Linked DNA regions of Mus musculus: regions 2 and 3 are each linked to region 1. The links are chromatin contacts, called in public HiChIP or PLAC-seq maps. All regions are on one chromosome and are shown on one strand. The core of a region is the stretch at or near the end of the contact, and the rest is flanking DNA. Distances in the headings are between cores, read along the strand shown.

Region 1 (3,652 bases), core at 539-3,038:
AGCCCCAAGGTTGGATGTGGAGCGCACAGCCTGGGTCAAAGCCTGGCCTTGGTCACTGTCAGCTGTGTGATGTCATATGATTTACTTTAATATCTCTGAGCTTGTTTCTATGGCTGAATGGGCTGAGCCTTAGTGTCTATCTCAAGGATTCCCGAGTGTTTATGGGATGATGCAACAGAAACACTATCACACAGGAGTCAAAGTTAAGTCTTAGGGGTGTGTGTGTGTGTGTGTGTGTGTGTGTGTGTGTGTGTGTGTGTGTGTGTAAGTTGTGTATGTGGGGGGGATGGTGTGAGGGGGTAGGTTGTATGTGGGTGTGTGGTATATGTGTGTATGTGTGTGTGGTGTGTATGTGTGTGGTGTATGTATGGTGTATGTGTATGGTATGTGTGTGTATATGTGTGTGGGGTGTATGTGGTATGATTGTGTGTATGTGTGTGTGGTGTATATATGTGTGGCACGTGTGTTTATGTGGTGTGTGTATATGTGTGTGTGATGTATGTGTTTGTATATGTGGGGGGATTGTGTGTATGTGTGTTGTATGTGTGTTTGTTTGTATGAATGGGTTTGTATAAGGGGGTGTTTGTGTGTGTATATGAATAGGGGGTATGATATGTATGTGTGTGGAATATATGTATGATGTATGAGTGTGTGTGTGTTCAGGAATCAGACATGCCTGTACCTAATAACTGCAGCAGAGCAGCAGACTGGCTGTATCCCAGGCTGCTGTTCTGAGGTTTCTACAGTGTCTGGAAGTGCAGGAAGACACGTTGGCAGTGTGGCAGTGACAGGCATCGCTAGCTGAGAGCATGCTTGTTCAGGATGTGTGTGGCCTGTCTGTACACAGGGTCTCTGTGGACATCCACACTGCTACCCAGAGGCAGCCTCCACTCTGCCCTCATGCCCACCTTCTGCAAGCAGATTGTATCACTGAGAACTGAGAGGGACTCCGAGGACAAAAGTTCTCAGTGGTGTGAGCCTCTAGAGCCCTGGGGACAGCCTTGCACACACACACTCTACTCCAGGGACAGGGCTGGAAACAATGTAGAATAGACAGGAGAGGTGTCAGCGACACCAGTGCAAAGAACAGCCTCTTGTACCCTTGTCCCTGACTACAAGGGCATGGGGACACTTAGAGCATTTATGGACCCACAGTCCTCAGTGCAAAGCCTTCAGAGCAGGGACACCGAGGAACAGGGACGTTAAGTTACTCTCACCTAAGGTCACACAGATGTAAAGGAGAAACCAGGATTCTGATTCCTGACTGTGTGCCTCAACTCCCTCCCAGCGCCCCCAGGATGTGATTCTGGAAGCTACCCCATTTCCACCTCCTAGGACTCCCTGGCGAGACACTGACATCGTTCTGAGTGTCTGGTGGCAGAATAGCTCTTCTAGAGAACACAATAACGACACTATTTAGGCCACTCTCTCATCCTGTTCTTTGCCCTAACCCATTGGGCAGAAATGACTACTGAGTCACAAAGCACTTGTCCAGGAACACAAAGGCTGTTCTGATTCTGAGCCTTGGGCCACCTCCAAACCCAGAACTGGGCCCCCGGATGCCAGTTCCCCTAGCACCTGGGCAGATCGTGGTTGCTCACCCCCAAAGTCTAAATTCTCGTTTTTAATTTGACTATAAAAGGCATGATACATGGGTGCTTGGGAAACTCTGAAAAATGCAGAAAAGTCAAAATAAGGAAGAAAGCTCACCACCCATAGCCCCACCCCCGGGCTCAGTCATTGTTAGGGCTTGATGTATTTCCGTCCATAGTGTTCTGTTTGACGACTGTTTTAAAAAAGCACAGCTGAGATCACACTGTATATTAAAGGGGGGAGGAGCCCACAGTAGTATCCTGCTTTTCTGGCCCGCCATTTTTATCCCAGGCTCTTTTTTGGGCGATTTTACCTCCGGCCTGGCTTCCTTTCCCTGTCTCAGAACCTCATTTCTATTGGCTGCCTAATATTTTATCAAGTGAAAGTTCCATGGTTGACTTAGCCGTTCCCTTGTTGATGGACACCTCCATTATTTCCAGTTTGGGGGAGTGACAGATAATGAGCCGTGTGTGATTGGTATCTTTGTATGGAAAGTGTCCTGTTTTCCACAGCTAGGGCTAGCTCCTTAGCTGGAATGGAATTCCTGGGTTGGTGACTCATGTGTGCCCTGGAACCCTTGGCCCAATAGCCTCCCAGAGGACCTGGCCATCCATGCCTGCTCAACCCAGAGGTGGCCAGAGTGCCTGCGGCAGCTTGGACTGTGGGCAGAGCTGTTCCACTTCTTCTTCTGCAGCTCATTTGTCTCCTCCAGTCAATCTCACCCTGTTCACTCTCATTCTGCTCAGTCTCTCATTCTGATGCATAAGGGGAAACCAGGCACAGGTTTAGACTCCAGGATACTTCAGGGACCTGACCATAGAAAAGAAGGGAGAGAAGAAAGGGCATGAGCAGAAGGAAGGCCCAGAAGACACTGGACCTGAAATTTGGTTATATGCAAATCAAGGTGTTTTGTGGCTCACCATCTCATTTGCATGCCTCCCCAGGAGAGTAGGCAGGCAGAAGTAACATAGACTTGCTTTAAAACTTGATGGAAACCAGGCAGTGGTGGCTGGCGCACGCCTTTAATCCCACCCAACACTTGGGAGGCAGAGGCAGGCAGATCTCTGAGTTTGAGGCCAGCCTGGTCTACAGAATGAGTTCCAAAACAAACAAACAAACAAACAAAACAAAACTTGATGGAAACTGAGCAGTAATGTAGCACACACTTTTGATTCCAGCACACAGGAGGCTGAGGCAGGTGGATCGCCAGGAGTTCCAAGGCCAGCCTGATCTACAGAGTAAGTATCAAGACAGTCAGGGATATACAGAAAAATCCTGTCTCAAAAAACAAACAACAAACAAACAAAAAGGAAGGGGCTAGAGAGAAAGCTTAATAAGAATATATAGGGGGCTTGAGTGGTTACTGTTTATAATGAGCATGGTTTAAAAAAATGCCTTTTAGACATGTAAAAATAGCTTAGTCAGGATCTCCACTACACGCAAGGCACACCCGATAACCAGAACTCAGTGATATCACTCACTCAAGATAACCAGACACAGTTCTTGAATACCATGATGCCCACTGGACAGTATTTAAGCAAGGACAAGAACCATGCTCTGCTCTGCACATCTGGAGAGATGCCACCTTGATCTGCTCCCCCCAGGATCCGGACCCTCAAATCAGAGACTTCCATTAGAGACTGGACCTAATTTTCAGCTAAGATATGTCACAGGTGAGCAGCCTTGAGAAGATAGGCTAAGGACCAAAGTTAGTAATTTAGAGTGTGAACATTTGTGATAATAAAATATAAATTTTGTTATACTAGTTACGTGAATCTATCTTCATGCTTGCGACACTGCTCTTCTACAGGACCTGAGTTCAATTCCCAGCACCCACAAGACAGCTTACAACCATGGTTCCAAGGGAATGCAGCGCCCTCTTCTGATTTCTACAGGCACTACACCCATGCAATACACAGACATGCCAGTGAAATACCCGTACATATAAAATAAGAATATATATGGGGCTTGAGGGATGGCTCAGGAGTTAAGAACCCTGGCTGCTTTTCCAGAGGACCTGGGTTCAATTCCTAGTTAGCATCAACATGGTCACTTACAT
Region 2 (3,567 bases), core at 40-2,539, 270 kb before region 1:
GGGGCCCTGCTCCCCTCTGCTCCTTGGCTCTTCTTTCTCAGGCAGTGTGCCAGGTTCCTCTTCCTCCCATATGGAGGCTGGGCCTGTTTTCATCCTCAGCCAAGCCTTTCCTCCACACAGCTGTACCTTGCAGGGGTCTGGGTGGGGGTCATCCCCTCCTTGCGCTCTGGTCCCACTGCCCAGGTAAACCTCGCTCCTTGGCTTTCTTGCCCTGGCATCCAGATTCCATCCTTAGTGAGCACCTTGGCCAGGGCCAGCCTCACACCTCCACCACAGGGCATGACTACTGCACCTCAGTCCCTGGGCAATGGGCGGCCTTAGCACTTTCCTCTGAATTCACTCTCCTAAGAACAGCGAGTGATTTTCTAATGACGTGACACCCTACACCTGTCCCCTCACTGCTCCTTGGACCTCAGGACAGAAGCCACATTCTTCACCATATTCCTCAAGTGGCTGCCAGCCAGGCCTACACAGGCTGACCCCACCTCACATCTGCCACTCCTCAGATCAGCAATGTTGGTGACAACAAACTTGTCCCACTCAGCCTCCTCTGCTGGTTGCTCCTTTGAGGGACAGATGGCTCCTCGGGTCCTTGCAAGGCCTGCCACCTAACTTGATGAGGGTCACTGATCTGACTTCTTCCAGGCACTGGCCTCTGTACCAGCTCAGTTTCTCTTTACAGCACATATTGCCCGCCATCTATCTGCCCTGTTGGTCACCATCTCTACAGCACCTAGACCACGCTTGGCATACAGCAGGGAGCCTCAACATAGCTGGTGATTGAATGGATGGATGAAAGAATGAATCACTGTGATGGTTAATGTTTGGGGTGGAGCCAGGCCAGCAGAGCCCTGGTCTCCTCACTGCAAGTTCCACCCACCTGCAGGCAGTGAGGCCCGGTGGCCACTTCCCTCCCTCCTCAGGCTTACCCTGACCAGGGGGAAGGTCTGCAGCCGTTTATAGTCAGCCTCCTCTTTCTTCCCTTCAGTCTCTCCCATGATCCTCCCAGCGTGCCCTCAGGAGGAGAGTAGGGCTTTCAGGAGGTGCTGGGCCCAACAGTTACAGCGCCCCACGGGCTCGGGAAGCAGGCCTTGCCAACTTGGCAGGAGCAGAAAATGTCTTTCCCCAAGGGGTGCTGCAGAAAACAGGAAAAGCAGGAGGGAAGAGTTGGCTTCAAAAACCACACATTACAAATTAGAAATGTCTCAGTGACAATCTGACACCTCCCCATCTCAACGCCTCTGCCTCCTTTCCCAAATGGCCAGCATGTCTGCAGACGGAGGGTGAGTCAACCCGAGATGCTGCAAGAACACACTGTCATTGTCAAGACAGATACTAACTGTGGGCCAGGCCCAGGATGGAGCTGAGAGCTACCAATTAGCAAGGACAGTTTCTGAGTGTCAATGACAGCCTGTCTGGTTTGAAGGAAGCCAAATACACAGGTGATCACTGACAATTGGGGCCTGTCACAAAGTGAGGGGTCCTTTCTGAAGGACCCTGCTCTGCAGAATAGGAACAGTGTGGTGGTGGCCTTCTTGGCACACCAGGTGCCTTGACAGCCCTGCCTCCCCTCCCCAGGCTATTAGGTCCTGTCTCTCTAGCTGGTCCAGGAGCTGGAAGGCCCGGGTGCTGGCACCAGTTCAGCCAATGAGCAGCAGCACAGCCTGGGGCAAAGGAGAGTCCATGCCAAGTGGACTCACCAGTGACTGGGGCCACACCCATGGCAGGGAACTCAATGAGACAGGGCGTGTGAAGCAGGCACCTGGGTGTCAGGCAGGCAGTGGCTGTTCCCATCCTTTGGCCACCAGAGGACTCAATGAGAGTTCTAGACCTTCCCTCATGCCCCACCCAAGACAGGGTTTCCAGACTCTTTCTAGACTCAAGGCCCTCCCTACCAGACCTGGGCATCTGATGATAGGCAGGGCTTTTCAGAGTCAGCTGGACTGCAGCTTAAATGAGCTTCCGGCCTGCAAAAGTCAGGAACAATTTCATTATTCTAGAATGAAATCAAAGGGCTTCCTCTCTCGGGGTCCTGATGTGCATGCGTGCAAAACACTGCAATGACGAACCATCCTCGGCAGTTCACAGAGGACAATCGAGACTATACATCACAGCAGCTTGTCTGAAAGCTAGATCTCATTAGATTCCACCACAAAGCCACTGAACTCCAAGATGCCCAGCATGGTAACCAAGAGGTATAGACACAAATTTTATGACAGCGGCTGTCCAAGCTGGCTTGGAACTTTTGAACTCAAATGATCCTCCTACTTCAGTCTTCAAATAGCTGGGAATACAGACACAGGCCTGGAGAGCAGGTGACATGGGCTAGCTGTCACATGTCAGCCCAGTCCCAGCACTCGGTCTTTGTGCAGTGCTCAATGTTGACTGCCTGAGGTCACTCAGCTCAGGAGGAGCTACTGGCTACAGCGTTACCCTGAACAGCTCCCTCTCTTCATGCACTCGAGCACATGGGTCCTTGCTGCACATGTGACCGTGAGTGTGGCTCAGATGACCTGCAGTGATTTAAGTGCTCCACCTCCTTCCCCGAGCCTGCGGTCCTGGGCTGCGATTTGGCCTGGTAGAGCACTGGGTACTCTCTCCGGCTACACTATACTCTTAATTCACACCTCTCTGATGCTGCCGCCACTGTTGTTCCTCCCTCCCCCCCCCCCGCCCCCCCACTGGTGGATACCCTTGAGCAAGGCTCAGAGCTTGGCATGGACTCCACCATTCCACGACACTGGTGTTTTCTGACTTCACAGGGCACAGATGGCTCCCTTCATCTTCCAACTCTGGGCATTTGTACAAGTTGGGTTTTAGCAGGTTTTGTTTGTCTCTACATAGGAGCTGGCTGTTTACCAAGCACAAGCTCACTGCAGTTTCTGGTCAAATTTCTTGTTCCACGAAATCCAGTGGGCCACTCGTCTCTGCTAACCAGCATTAAAGCCTGTCTGCCATCTTGAGCTCCCAGCTTTAGTAACGCCACTTCACTGGCTCCGGAGCCACCCTCATGCGGCACTGCACGGGGTGCCAGGGCTCTCCACTTTGTTTACCTCTGAAAATCCCAAGTGGAAGCAACTTAAAGTGGGGGAGCAGCTGCTCAGCATCTTCCACTTACATGTTTCAACTCAAGTTGATTCATCCTCAAAACTAAGAAAGGCTGCCAGGCAGGGGACGGGCGGGCGGTGGGTGGAGGGAGACGACACAGAACCCATCATGCCTATGGCCTCAAAGAGACTCTATGGAGGCTCACAGGACTCCAGGGGTGCTACTAGAGCCCATTCTTCAGGAAAATCCCCAGCACAGTTCTAGGGAGCAACAGCATGGCGAGGCGAATGCTAAGTCAGACCATTTATGCCTAGGGGCTGTGGGTATAGCAAAGTACTTGCTTACGAGGCGAGAGGCTCTGAGTTCAATCCCCAATGCTGCAAAATAGATATATAAGCCACGGGCCAGTAATAGATGCCGGTTCTATAAGAGAATGGAGTTCTGCCCACTTCCTTGGCTTTGGAGGCCCGAACAAGGGACTGCAGCCAGGCCTGGGTTTCTCCTTGGAGGTGGCTGATA
Region 3 (3,491 bases), core at 100-2,599, 290 kb before region 1:
CCCAGACCACAGAAACCAGAAGGTCAGGTTCATCCAGCTAGAAAGACAAGTAGCCTCCTGTCTGGGCTAACTGGCATCTTCCCAGGTGGGATGCCCATCTGGCATCTCTCACTCTCTTCGACTGGTGTTGGTAAAGGGACCAAGTGGTAGTAGCCAAAGCAGGAAGTTGCCTTGGTCCTGGGTTGTATTCCAGTCCTTATAAGGTAGTTCCCCCCATGACTGCCACCCCCACCTGACAGCTCCAGATGCCCATATGCTCCACCTCTTAACCCCTGCCCCGCTGTAGCACATGAAGCCTTTGCCAGGGGGGAAAAGAGTGTAACATGTTTATACAGTGCCCACGCCGCTGTTGCAAGAATCTAAACGTTCTGAGTAGGTGGAGAGGTGGGGCACCGAACACTGCCCCGTGTGCCACCTCCCAGCACTCCCAGAGCGGTGTGGACCTTATCTTTATCTTTCATATTCATCCTGTTGTCACAAAATAGTTTGCCACAGCGGCCATCCAGATTACACAAGATGACAAAGGTCTACCGTGGGGAGCCGCTGAGATAGACACTCCTCCATCCCGCCATTAGTTACAAAACCCTCAAATAAAACATACTTTCCTACTGCAGAGCCTTGGTCCCGAAGATTCCCCTATCCTGGGGAATATTATACGTGACATTTCCACTCCATTTCCCCTGGGACACAAAAAAGTGCTCCAGGCGCTCACCCTCTGTCCTGGCTCTAAGTCACACCCCGGAGCGCGCTGGCTTTGTTTTGTTTTGGTTGGGTTTGGCTGTTTTGGAACTGAGCTAAAAGGGCCCTCCCCCGTACCCCATAACTGTGACAGGCAGCGGTGGCGCAGGCTGAGAACTTCCAGTGCCAGGACTCGGCCTGTGGCACAGCCCTGGTCCGGTTTGGGGCGGCTGGGTCTTGGCTGCCCTCCTCCCCGGAGGCTGCTGGGGAAGTCCCGCCTGGGGACAGCGCCCTCCCCGTGACCGCGATGCGTCAGGGCGCCGGCCCGCGAGTGTCCCGGGGCGTGCGTCGCGCAGGGGCTGGAGTGGCCCGGCCTGGCCGGACAGGGAGGCGCAGGCCCGCGCTTTGGCCGGACGGCGACCCGGGTCAGGCGGGCGCGGGGCCGTGGGGAGGCGGGCCCAATCCCTTCTTTACCTTGCGTGGTTCTTCCCGCGTCGGAGTCCCCCGGGCGGCGCCGCGCACTGGGCCGGGCCGGGCCCGGGGCTGGGGCTGAAACGCGCGCGGAGCGGAGACGCGGGACGGCGCGGGGTCGGTGAGCGGACAATGCGGCCGGCAGAGGACCGCGCTGCGCGAGTGGGGCAGGGCGGTGCGCGCGTGGCCGAGTGTGTATGTGTGCGCCTGTCAATCAACGCTGACAGCCCACAAGTCATTGGCCGGGCCCAGCCGGCCCGCCCCGCCCTCTGCCGCCGCCCATTGGTTGATTTGAACACAAAGGCTCCGGCTCGGCCCGCCCTCCGCGTGGGCCCTGTAGTCCGCGCGTGGGAGGCGGGGGCGAGTACGACCTCCAGGCTGTGGGACCCGAGCGTTCCCTCGCGCATCCGTGCCCACGCGCGCGCGGCGCCGGAGCTCTAAAGGCTTTAGGTGCGGGAGCACACAGGGTGTCATGAAATTGGCCCCAGGATAGGGTCCTGACGCGGCCCCGCGCGGGTGGTTTGGACGCTTACCAGCGTCAGCCGTGTCTGCCCATTTTAAAGACGAGGGAAACAGGTCCGTGGAAGTTTTTTTTGTTTCTTATAAAGAACCCACCCAGAGGGGAAGTTGAGTCTAGAAGATTAATACTATTTAATTTTAAGGTTGAATTTTAAATTCCAAGGTGGGCAGGATACCCATCTTCCCGCACCACCTATTTTTGTTGTTGTTTTTGTTTTTCCAAGACAGGATTTTACTGTCACGGAGATCCACCTACCCCTCTGCCTCCCAGGTGCTGAGATAAGAGTGCACCACCATGTCCAGTCAGAAACCCCAAGTTTGACAGCAGCTTTTCTGTTTTAAAGAAGGCTCCATCCACAGCTGGTTGCAAGAGAAGGTAGGGCTGGCAACACGGTTCTCCTACTTTCCTCCCCCTGGGATGAGTTCCTGACTCCACGGACCTGTCCCCTCCCACCACCACCCCATCTCTCTCTCTCTCTCTCTCTCTCTCTCAAACACACACACACCCCGCCCCCAGAAGATAAAGGAGTGCGACTGGGGATAAACCACTTCTGTTCAATATCTTCTAAGGATGATGAGATCCGGTGTCCTTCACTTTAAAATGCCAAGGGGGTGGGGGGAACTGGGACAAGAAAGACAGTGGTGGTTCACGCCTTTAATCCCAGCACTGGGGAGGCAGAGGCAGGCAGATTTCTGAGTTTGAGGCCAGCCTGGTCTACAGAGTGAGTTCCAGGACAGCCAGGGCTATACAGAGAAAGCCTGTCTCGAAAAGAAAAAAAAAAAAAAAAAAAAAAGCTGGTATCCAAAGGCAGTAGGAAACTGAGGAAATACACACACCCTCATTTTGGATTGGTTCCACTGCCAAATAAAACCAGATCCCCTTTCTAGACCTCCATTGTCCCATCTGGAAATGAGATGCTGTCTACCCTTACAGTATCTTTGGACAATTATGCTAACTATCTTCTTCTTCTTCTCCTTTTCCTTCTTCTTTTTTTAACTTTATTTTATTTAATTTATTTTTATTAGATAAGATTACAGAGGGGAACAACCTTGACCTCAAGAGTAGGGCCACATTCAGACTTTATGGTCCTCCATTTTTAAATTTATTTATTTATTTTTGCCGCGGGTAGTGCCTTCCCCATCTTATAGCTCTGAGGTGGAGCACACGCACAGACAGCCCACATGAGGGCTCTAGAACAACAATAAAGTTATGTTTCTACCCACATGGGTATAAAGATGATACTTTATTATCATGTTGTAATGCTTTTCTTGATTTATAAGACATCAACATGAACTTGATGTCCTCGCTTGGTTCCCGGCTGCTGCGATAAAGCACGGACCAAAAGCAACTTGGAGGAGGCAAGGACTTCTCTGGCTCACACGTCCCTATTGTAGTCTCTCACTGAGGAAAGTCCGGGCAGGATGTCAAGCAGGAGCAGAGGCAGGGACCGTGAAGAAACACTGCTTACTGCTGTGCTGTTCCCTATGGGTTCCCTCCGTTTGTGTTCTTATACTATCTAGGACTGCCTGGCTAGGGGCAGCGCCGCCCACAGTGGACCCTTCCACATCAATTACCAATCAAGAAAACGCCCCCCTGAGATTTGCTTACAAGTCAATCTGATGGAGGCAATCCCTCAGTTGAGGTTCCCTCTTCCCAGGTATGTTTTGGTTTGCGTCAAATCGACGTGATGAAGTTGCCTGCACTAGACACACCAAGAGTCAGGGCTCAGTGGGGTGAGCTGAAGATTAAACCACCCTTCCCAGCACAGGACTGTGGGATGGATTTCCTGGCTGCTAGCTCTCTTCTTGTCTAGGTAAGTGGA

What was found. HiChIP or PLAC-seq counts read pairs in DNA pulled down with a chosen protein or histone mark.
Region 2: an HNF4G HiChIP or PLAC-seq map of pancreatic cancer cells shows a contact between it and region 1. The contact joins two enhancer-like sites. A contact is called at or near these places in 5 of 39 promoter capture datasets (the C10 cell line, embryonic stem cells, hematopoietic stem and progenitor cells and 2 more), 3 of 484 Hi-C or Micro-C datasets (cortical neurons and embryonic stem cells), 5 of 115 datasets of contacts at active chromatin or transcription factors (the NIH/3T3 cell line, embryonic stem cells, forebrain and 2 more) and 2 of 9 other capture datasets (embryonic stem cells and liver).
Region 3: a contact with region 1 is called in a FOXA1 HiChIP or PLAC-seq map of pancreatic cancer cells. The contact joins the promoter of Sun2 here to the enhancer-like site in region 1. A contact is called at or near these places in 2 of 39 promoter capture datasets (hippocampal neurons and stem cell-derived epiblast-like cells), 1 of 484 Hi-C or Micro-C datasets (embryonic stem cells) and 4 of 115 datasets of contacts at active chromatin or transcription factors (effector CD8 T cells, embryonic stem cells, memory CD8 T cells and 1 more).

What each region holds. Positions count from the first base shown.
Region 1 is chr15:80,035,678-80,039,329 of GRCm38.p6, forward strand. All of the region lies in intron 2 of Gm41361 (a long non-coding RNA gene), which reads left to right. Among named protein-coding and RNA genes, the nearest start is that of Gm41361, 5.5 kb to the left of the region's middle. Within about 2 kb of position 1,789, at least 36 of the 459 cell types and tissues checked have an H3K27ac peak or open chromatin away from gene starts, as enhancers often do. A contact at or near this core is called in pancreatic cancer cells, where this site is marked.
Region 2 is chr15:79,763,887-79,767,453 of GRCm38.p6, forward strand. Dnal4 (dynein, axonemal, light chain 4) reads right to left here. Exons shown (of 4, transcript NM_017470.2): 2 at 930-1,135. The coding sequence starts at 998. Among named protein-coding and RNA genes, the nearest start is that of Dnal4, 8.8 kb to the right of the region's middle. Within about 2 kb of position 1,290, at least 81 of the 459 cell types and tissues checked have an H3K27ac peak or open chromatin away from gene starts, as enhancers often do. A contact at or near this core is called in pancreatic cancer cells, where this site is marked.
Region 3 is chr15:79,741,187-79,744,677 of GRCm38.p6, forward strand. It overlaps Sun2 (Sad1 and UNC84 domain containing 2), which reads right to left and starts at 1,350. Exons shown (of 18, transcript NM_001205345.1): 1 at 1,153-1,350. Gm16576 (predicted gene 16576) reads left to right here and starts at 1,512. Exons shown (of 4, transcript NR_045069.1): 1 at 1,512-1,725; 2 at 1,897-2,044; 3 at 3,327-3,482.